Linked DNA regions of Rattus norvegicus: region 1 is linked to region 2. Evidence: chromatin contacts called from public Hi-C data. All regions are on one chromosome and are shown on one strand. Each heading gives the region's core, a stretch centred on a gene start, on an enhancer-like site or on the middle of the called end of the contact. The rest is flanking DNA. Distances are from core to core; before and after follow the strand shown.

Region 1 (3,730 bases), core at 363-2,862, 160 kb before region 2:
GTAGCCAGATTCCCAGAAGCTGATCTCCCTGGGTCACACAATGCTGTGAAGTGTCAGGGTGATGAGATAACCCAGTGTGGAAAGTGCTTGCCCGGCAAGCATGAGGGGCTGCATTCAGTTCCCCTCACCCAGATAAAAAGTTGGACTTGGAGATACATGCGCCTACACTCCCAGAATAGTGGTCGGCAGAGCAAAAAGGACCTCTGGGTCTCCCTGTCAGCCAGTCTGGACAAATCTCTGAGCTCCAGGTTCAGGGAGAGAACTTATTGCAACAAATAAGGTGGAGAGAAATTAAGGAAGATGTCAGACATTGACCTCTGACATTTACACACACACACACACACACACACACACACCACATACACACACACATACACACACCACATACACACACACATACACACACATACAAACACACACACATCACACACACACCACACATACACACATACACACACACACCACACACACACACATACACATACACACACATCACACACACACACCACACACACACATACACATACACACACATCACACACACACACACACCACACACACACATACACATACACACACACCACACACACACACACACCACACACACATACACACACACACACACACACACACACACACACACACTACAGCCTTCTTTGCAGCTCTCACTGCAGCTGGATGCTTTGTTCCAGAGGATCCCAATCCAGTTACTGGGGACAAGAGGAGCATCCAGTCCCCCGTGGTATCCTTACTAGCCACATTGGGGATCACACAGCCGTGAACTGACTCCCTGACAGCTTACCCTAAAGTTGAGTCTATCCCAAAACGCTTGGCTCCAGCTTCAGCTCATGACTTTTTCTAGCTGACGGATATGTTTCCAGCACAAGAGAGGTGCTGACAGCTCTTGTCATCTCTGGGGACTCAGACCTTCGCCAATATTCTGTCCCTCCCTGCTCTGAGACAGACTTCATGTCCCAGTGCCCATTAATATAAAACAAAACAAAAGGCCAGCTGGGCCTTCCAGTGTTGCACAGCCTCCTACTCTCTTTCTTCTTGATCTTCCACAGGCATCGGGACCTAGACTGGAGTCCCTGGGGACCAGTACCAGGCAGGTTGTGGGAACCAAAAAAGTGTGTGAGGGCAGGGGAGATGGTTCTTTCAGTGATGTATTACCATGCAAGACCTCTGTTTAGCTCTCCGGCACTCTTGTGAAAAGCCAGGTGTGCTGGTAGATGCTTATAAATCCCAGTACTAGGGAGGCAGAGACAGGCCAGCCAGCCTCACCAAACCAGAGAGCTACAGGTCCTTGAGAAACCCAGTCTCAAGTGGGCAGTGCCTGAAGGGAAAGGACAGCTAAGGTTGTCCTCTAAGTTCTACATAAACATGTGGGGACACACACACACACACACACGCACACACACACACACACACACACACACAAGCACGTTCAGGGCTACTGAGGACACCCAAATTTCCCTCGGATTCCCCTGTTCAGCCCCTCCTCAGGATCAGTCTTTTCAGTCTTGAAAAGAATGCAGAGGACAGAAGGGTGACTCAGAAGATGGTGGCCCAGTCATCTGCTTCCCATTGCGGACTGCATTTTTCACATGTTACTGGGTGAAGTTAGCAACTGCTAGAAATAGAACAGAGAGATAAAGGGGGGGAGAAGGAGGAGGATCTCATTTTCTCTGGAGAAATCTGCCTCGATTCAGGACTTTGGTGTTACAGGGAAAAGTCATCCTGCTTTGAACAGCTCTCTCTGACTCACATGTTGGCAAAGAATGTGCCGACCAGATAACTCCCTCCCCTCCCCCAGCCTGAAGCTGCGCTGCTGAAATCTGAACTCGTTCTAGTCATCCTTGCTGACTTGTGAAAGAGATCTCTCTATATTCATTTGGGCTCACGCGTGTCACATGATCCCAATACATTCCAAATGCTAGGCTACAAGATTACTACTTAACCAAGGACAAACCAACAGGAATTTTAATCAAGACAATATCCAATAATGAATAAAGATGGAATGTTTTTGGAGGGGATCCAGGATACACATTTGGGAATTTTTAATCTTGCTCGTCTTTGAATCTGGCAGAAATATTTTAAACTTTTCTGACCGTGCCATTGCAGGCTGGATCCAGAAACCGGCTCTATCTAAGGTATTGAAGTATTTCATCTGCTCAGACATCAAATTTTCCAAACCCAGGCCAGTAATTGATACCAGATTAACTCGAATATGAATCAGCAGTCAAGTCCCTTTAAGTGCGATGTTTAAGATGAATTATTTTATGATACGAAAGATAAAAACCATCAAGAAGATAGTGATCAGAACCTGACAGGAATGGCTGTGTCTTAGAAGTACTTTCCTTTGTTGTTTGTGTTCAGGCCTGGCTTATCTGTGATAGTTCATCTGATTGCTTAATTAAGCCAAACTCAGTTAGTGGAGGCCAAGTACTAAAGGGTGTTTGCCAGGCGTGGTAGCACACGCCAGTAAGCCGAGGACTTAGCAAGCTGAAGGATGAGAGTAATCATAGCCTGGGACAGTGTGAGACTTAGGATCAGAAATGACAAATACTTCAGAATTGGCACTAAATAGACAGGATGCTTTTTAATTTATTATTATTGTTGTTGTTGTTATTATTATCATTATTATTTTAATCAGGGCTGGAGAGATGGGTCTGTGGGTAAAGTGCTTGCCAAGGACCCCAATTTGAACCCCTGGCACCCATTGAAAAGCCCAGGAGTAGCACAGCAAATCTGAAAACCCATTCCTGGGGATCTGCGTATAGGAGGTTCCCTGGGGCTTGCTGCTCAGTCCGTGTAGCTAATTGGCAAGCATCAGGGTCCATGAGAGACTGTCTCAAAAGAAGAAGACAAAAGTGGTAGAGAGAGATTGAAGAAGACACCCAACATTGACCTCTGACCTCTACAAACACTTGCACACATATACATGCACGGACAACACACGTGCTTCATAAAACAGGTCTTATAATTAGCCGCAGTCTACCTCCAAAGTGACTTTTCATTATTTTGAAGAGAACTATGAGGGTAAGAAGGCCATAGTGAGTTTAAAGATTTTAGTATCTTAGTGGGTGGAGCTTTCCCACTCCCACACCATCCCAACCTCCATCACTAAATGGAACCATGCATTTACTCCCATGAGGCTGCTCTGAGTGCTGATATCTTGAAAGTACCCGAGCAGTTCCAACTACACAGGAGACTGAGGAAGGAGAATTAGTACTTCAGCCCAACGGTTCAAGACCAGCTGCCCCAAAATAAATAAAAGAAGAATGGGGGGAAGGAGGAAGAGGTGGGGAAGAAGGGATAGGAAAAAGAATGGGGGGATGAGGAAGAGAAGGAGGATAAGGGATGGGAAAGGAATAGAAGGGCAGGATAAAAGATGGAGGATGAGGGAGAAAGGGAAGAAAAGTAAGGGAGGGGTAGGGAGGGAAGAGGGAACAAAGGGAAGGGGAGAAAGGGAGGAGTGGGGGTGTGAGGAAGGGAGGGAAGGGGAAAGAAAGCTTTCGTTTGGAGGAACTGATGCTAAAGCTGGACCCAGGTTAAACAGCGTGCTACACTGCAGGAAAGGCATCTTAGAGACCACGAAATGGATCAAAGGCTTCAGTGCACTTGTCTCCGCACACCTACTAAAGCTGCTGAGCAGTGAAATTCTAGCTCTCTGGCCATGCCAGGACTCCAAATTGATACATCATCCCTGGGCCCTGAAATGGTGATC
Region 2 (3,712 bases), core at 1,129-3,628:
ACAGATAGCTACTAACGGGCACATTTGCGAAGGAGAGAGTGAAAGAAAGAAATCAAGGCCGAAGAGACAGGAGAGCCCTGCTGCTGGGCACATGCTGGCTGATTCCCTTGCCTAGGGTCCAGCTTTCGAACCTACCCCTGGCCTGCTTGCTTTGCTCTCCTAAGGCCTGCCAGCTCCAGCGAGCAGTGGCTGCTCACCTTTCTAGCCTTTCTCTACATTCTACCCACGCGGGTTGACTCCCCATACCCGGGCGGGGCGCAAGGGATGGCGCTTTTCTTTTTTCTGTCTCCCCCCATATCTGTCTTTATGAAAATGGACTCTCCATAGAATAATATCCACAGTGTTTGTTTAAAACACGCAGCAAAGAATATTTCTCTGATTCATTTCCCTGGCTAAATCCAGTGCTGGCAGGACTAAGACGATAGATGCAGATCCAAGCCACTAGGCCTATCTTCCCGCCAGCTCAAAGCGCCCTTTCCCTACTCAATATTTCAATAGTAATTATATATCTTTCTTCTAGATAATAAAATAAAATATAAAAATGACCCCAGGGCTCAGAGTTCGTAAAATCAAAGGACAGAAACTAGAGCCTTCTGTGCGTGCCAATAGCTGTGACTTCCTTGGTGGCAAAGGCCAGCATTGCAGAATCGAGCACACTTTGGGTTGTGACTGGGACCCGCGGCAAGAGAAGTCAAACATGAAGTTGATAGAGCTTCAAACCTGGCTTGCTCTCCCCAGAGCGGGGGGGTTTGGAAATTCTAGGACATGGCCAGGGCCTGAACGCGTGTGTACATCCGGGCCCCTGTACTCACCAGAGGATGGACGGTCCGAGTAGCGTGTGCAGTAGACCCAGGCGGGCCAGACTAGGGGTTGCTGCGAGTCAGTCTTGACTACCGGCCCACCGTTAGCCGAACCCATGAGTAGGATCGCGGGGTTGTGTTCCGGGAACTTGGCACCCTGCGCCCCAGGACTTCCTGCGCTGCCTCCACTGCCACCGCCACTGTCCGAGGGCTTCGATGCTGCGGCCGCCGCCGCTGCCACTGCCGCTGCAGCCGCTGCCGCGGCTGCAGCCGCCGCAGCAGCCGGGTTCCCCGCTTTGGATGCGCCCGCGCCGACGGCGGTGGCGGGCTGGGAGCCGTCGGGTGGGCCACAGTTCGCATCTGGAGCACACAAGAGCGAGGCAGCGCCCGAAGCTCGTGTGCCCAGAGAGTGGACAGGGTCTCTACCTGCACCAGTCTGGCTTCGGTCACGCTCCACGCGGCTTCCACCTCCTGCTGCACCTCCTCCGGCTGCAGCCGAAGCCACTAGGAGCTGCGGCAGGGGCTGTTCCTTTTTGCAACCAAAATCGGGCCTTAGAATGTTATCGATGAAAAAGTTGGTGGTGCGGTGCAGCTGGGCCGCGGGCTGCGGCTGGTGAGCAGGCGCCGCGAGATGCTGCGGTGGCGGCGGCGGCGGCGGCGGTGGCGGCGGGGGCGGGGGATGCGGGGGGAGGTGCGGGTGATGGGCCAGGGGCGGCAGGCAGGGTGCCGCAGGAGGCGACGGGGGCGCTGGCTGCGGGGACACCGGCACGCTGTCTCCATCGCTGCCGCTGCTGCCGCTGGCTCCTGGGCTGAGACTCAGGCTGAGGCCGCCCGGGGCCGCCGCCGCCACCACCGCCGCCGCCGCTGCCACCGCGCCGAGGCCCGAGTCGCGCTGACTTTTAGGCTCCGGCTGCTGTTCTTCCATGCTCGGCCGCCCGGCAGCCCTGGCCGCGGCGCCGGCCCCCGCCCCCCGCGCCTCGCTCCCCACCCCACTTTGCCAGCGGGCCCGTGGGGGTGCGCGGAGAGGAAGGAGGCAAGGCGAAGCCTCAGCGAAGGCACAGGGCGGGTACAGAAGGAAAAAAGAAAGCCGAGCGTCTGGCCTGGCTCTCGCCCGCTCTGGTGGAGCAAATCTCGCTCTCTCCCTCTCTCTAATTTGTAGACATCCAGATACAGTGAAGACACTTGGCTATTTTTTCCTTTTCTTTTTCTTTTTTTCTTTCAGCAACCAGATTTCAGTGATTGGTCTTAATGGGGGAGTAAGCCTCGGCTTAAAAAAATAAAAGGAGGAAAAAAAGAAAAGAAAAAAATGATTTTTTTAAGCTCCGAGATTTTTTCCTTAAAGGGAAAAAATAGTCTTTAAAGTCTAGCCATCTTCCTAGGCTGTAAAGAGGGGTTTGACTTCCCCAGTGTCACGCTCAGCTGTGCCCAGAGCGCGAGGCTGGCAGCGCCTTTAATCGCCTTTGCTTTTTTGCAGGGAGAGCGCGTCTCCGCCAGTGCCGGGCTCCGTTTTCCCCCCTGAAATCTCTGACAGCTCGGATCTTTGCACAAACTCTCTCGCTTAAAAAAAAAAAAAAAATCACCCAGGCACACTTTTTGCCTTCAAACCGGAAGCACGTGAGTCAGGGCCGCACGTGTGTAGGACCAATGGCGAGCCGGGACTCGCGCTGACACTCAGGGCTCGGCCCAATGGGCGCGCGCGGGACTTTGCGGATAAATAATCCGGGGGCGGCGGCCGTGGGTGGAGAGGGGGTGCAGAGGCTCAGGCCCCGTACGTCCGGCCTGCCCTGCCCCCATCTGTGCCCACGCCCCTCCCCCTCCTTCAGATCCGGACTGAAGAGGGCACGAAGAGATCCGAAAAAGCTAGAATTTGGGATGTAGACAGATAAGAGAAGCAAGTCCACAACTTGTTGGAGAAATACAGGATTATGGGTTCGTGCGCGCTGGGGACAGCGACAGGCGGCAGGGATTTGGGATACCATACCCCACCCCACCCCCACCCCCCGCGCGCCAAAGACATTTAGCTTATATTCTTATATTCTCTCCCTCTCTCCCTCCCTCCCCTCTGTCTCTGTCTCTGTCTCTGTCTGTCTCTGTCTCTGTCTCTGTCTCTCCTCTCTGTTCGAGTGTGTGTGTGTGTGTGTGTGTGTGTGTGTGTGTGTGTGTGTGTGTGTAAATGAATGAAACCAAAGAGATCCGGCATGAGTGAAAGACTTAGGTTATGTCTGGCTACTTTCAGAGATGTAGTTTTTTTCCTACTAATGGCAAACCCAAGAGGCCTGCTACACCTTGATGGCACTGTTGGTTTATGTCAATGGCTAGCCACACTGTCGTTTGAGATCCGCAAACATGCCCTTCCCTCTCTGGATCACCAACACCCCAAGCTGCCGAGATGGGGGTCTGTGAAGCCATGTCCAGAGCTCTAGTGCCGGCCTGGCTAAGGGGAATCCGGGTTGTTCTAACCTGGTAGAGTTGTCTCAAAAGCGAGCCTAAACCAGGCGACATGATGTGCCACCTTTCAAGGCCTAGGTTTGGGTTTCAACTTCAGGGAAACCTCTGTGTTAGATTTCCCTGCAAAGTAGAAATTAAACCAATAAAACTACTGCGCTTCAAATATTTGCCTTGGCTGGCTGAAGGCTGGACAACGGGTTGCCCTAATTCTAAGCTGAACTCGCTGGTATTGCTGCCCACTCCCGGGTGCCTTGGGGTGGAACCCTGAGGATTCTCGCCTCCAGTCGCTCCCACGCTGCTATATTATGGGCATTTCCTCTTTTCCCCGAATGGAGTACCTCAAAAGTTTTTCATTACCAAGGTTAGGGAGGGAAGGGTGGTTCTGGGAGCTGGAGTGATTTCCTGGAGAGCTGTTTTAGAGAGGGTCAGGTACGAATAGATTGTAGAAGCCTTCAGTCCAAGAA

The links. Hi-C and Micro-C count contacts between places; a contact is called where the count stands out from the background.
Region 1: a Hi-C map of psoas muscle shows a contact between it and region 2, with 4 times the contacts expected there. The contact joins the enhancer-like site here to the promoter of En1 in region 2. A contact is called at or near these places in 4 of 12 Hi-C or Micro-C datasets (the Rat2 cell line, Schwann cells, mammary epithelial cells and 1 more).

What each region holds. Positions count from the first base shown.
Region 1 is chr13:34,462,458-34,466,187 of GRCr8, reverse strand. No RefSeq gene overlaps it. Among named protein-coding and RNA genes, the nearest start is that of En1, 160 kb to the right of the region's middle. Within about 2 kb of position 1,612, at least 23 of the 93 cell types and tissues checked have an H3K27ac peak or open chromatin away from gene starts, as enhancers often do. A contact at or near this core is called in Schwann cells, where this site is marked.
Region 2 is chr13:34,302,350-34,306,061 of GRCr8, reverse strand. It overlaps En1 (engrailed homeobox 1), which reads right to left and starts at 2,378. Exons shown (of 2, transcript NM_001398705.1): 1 at 813-2,378. The coding sequence starts at 1,725.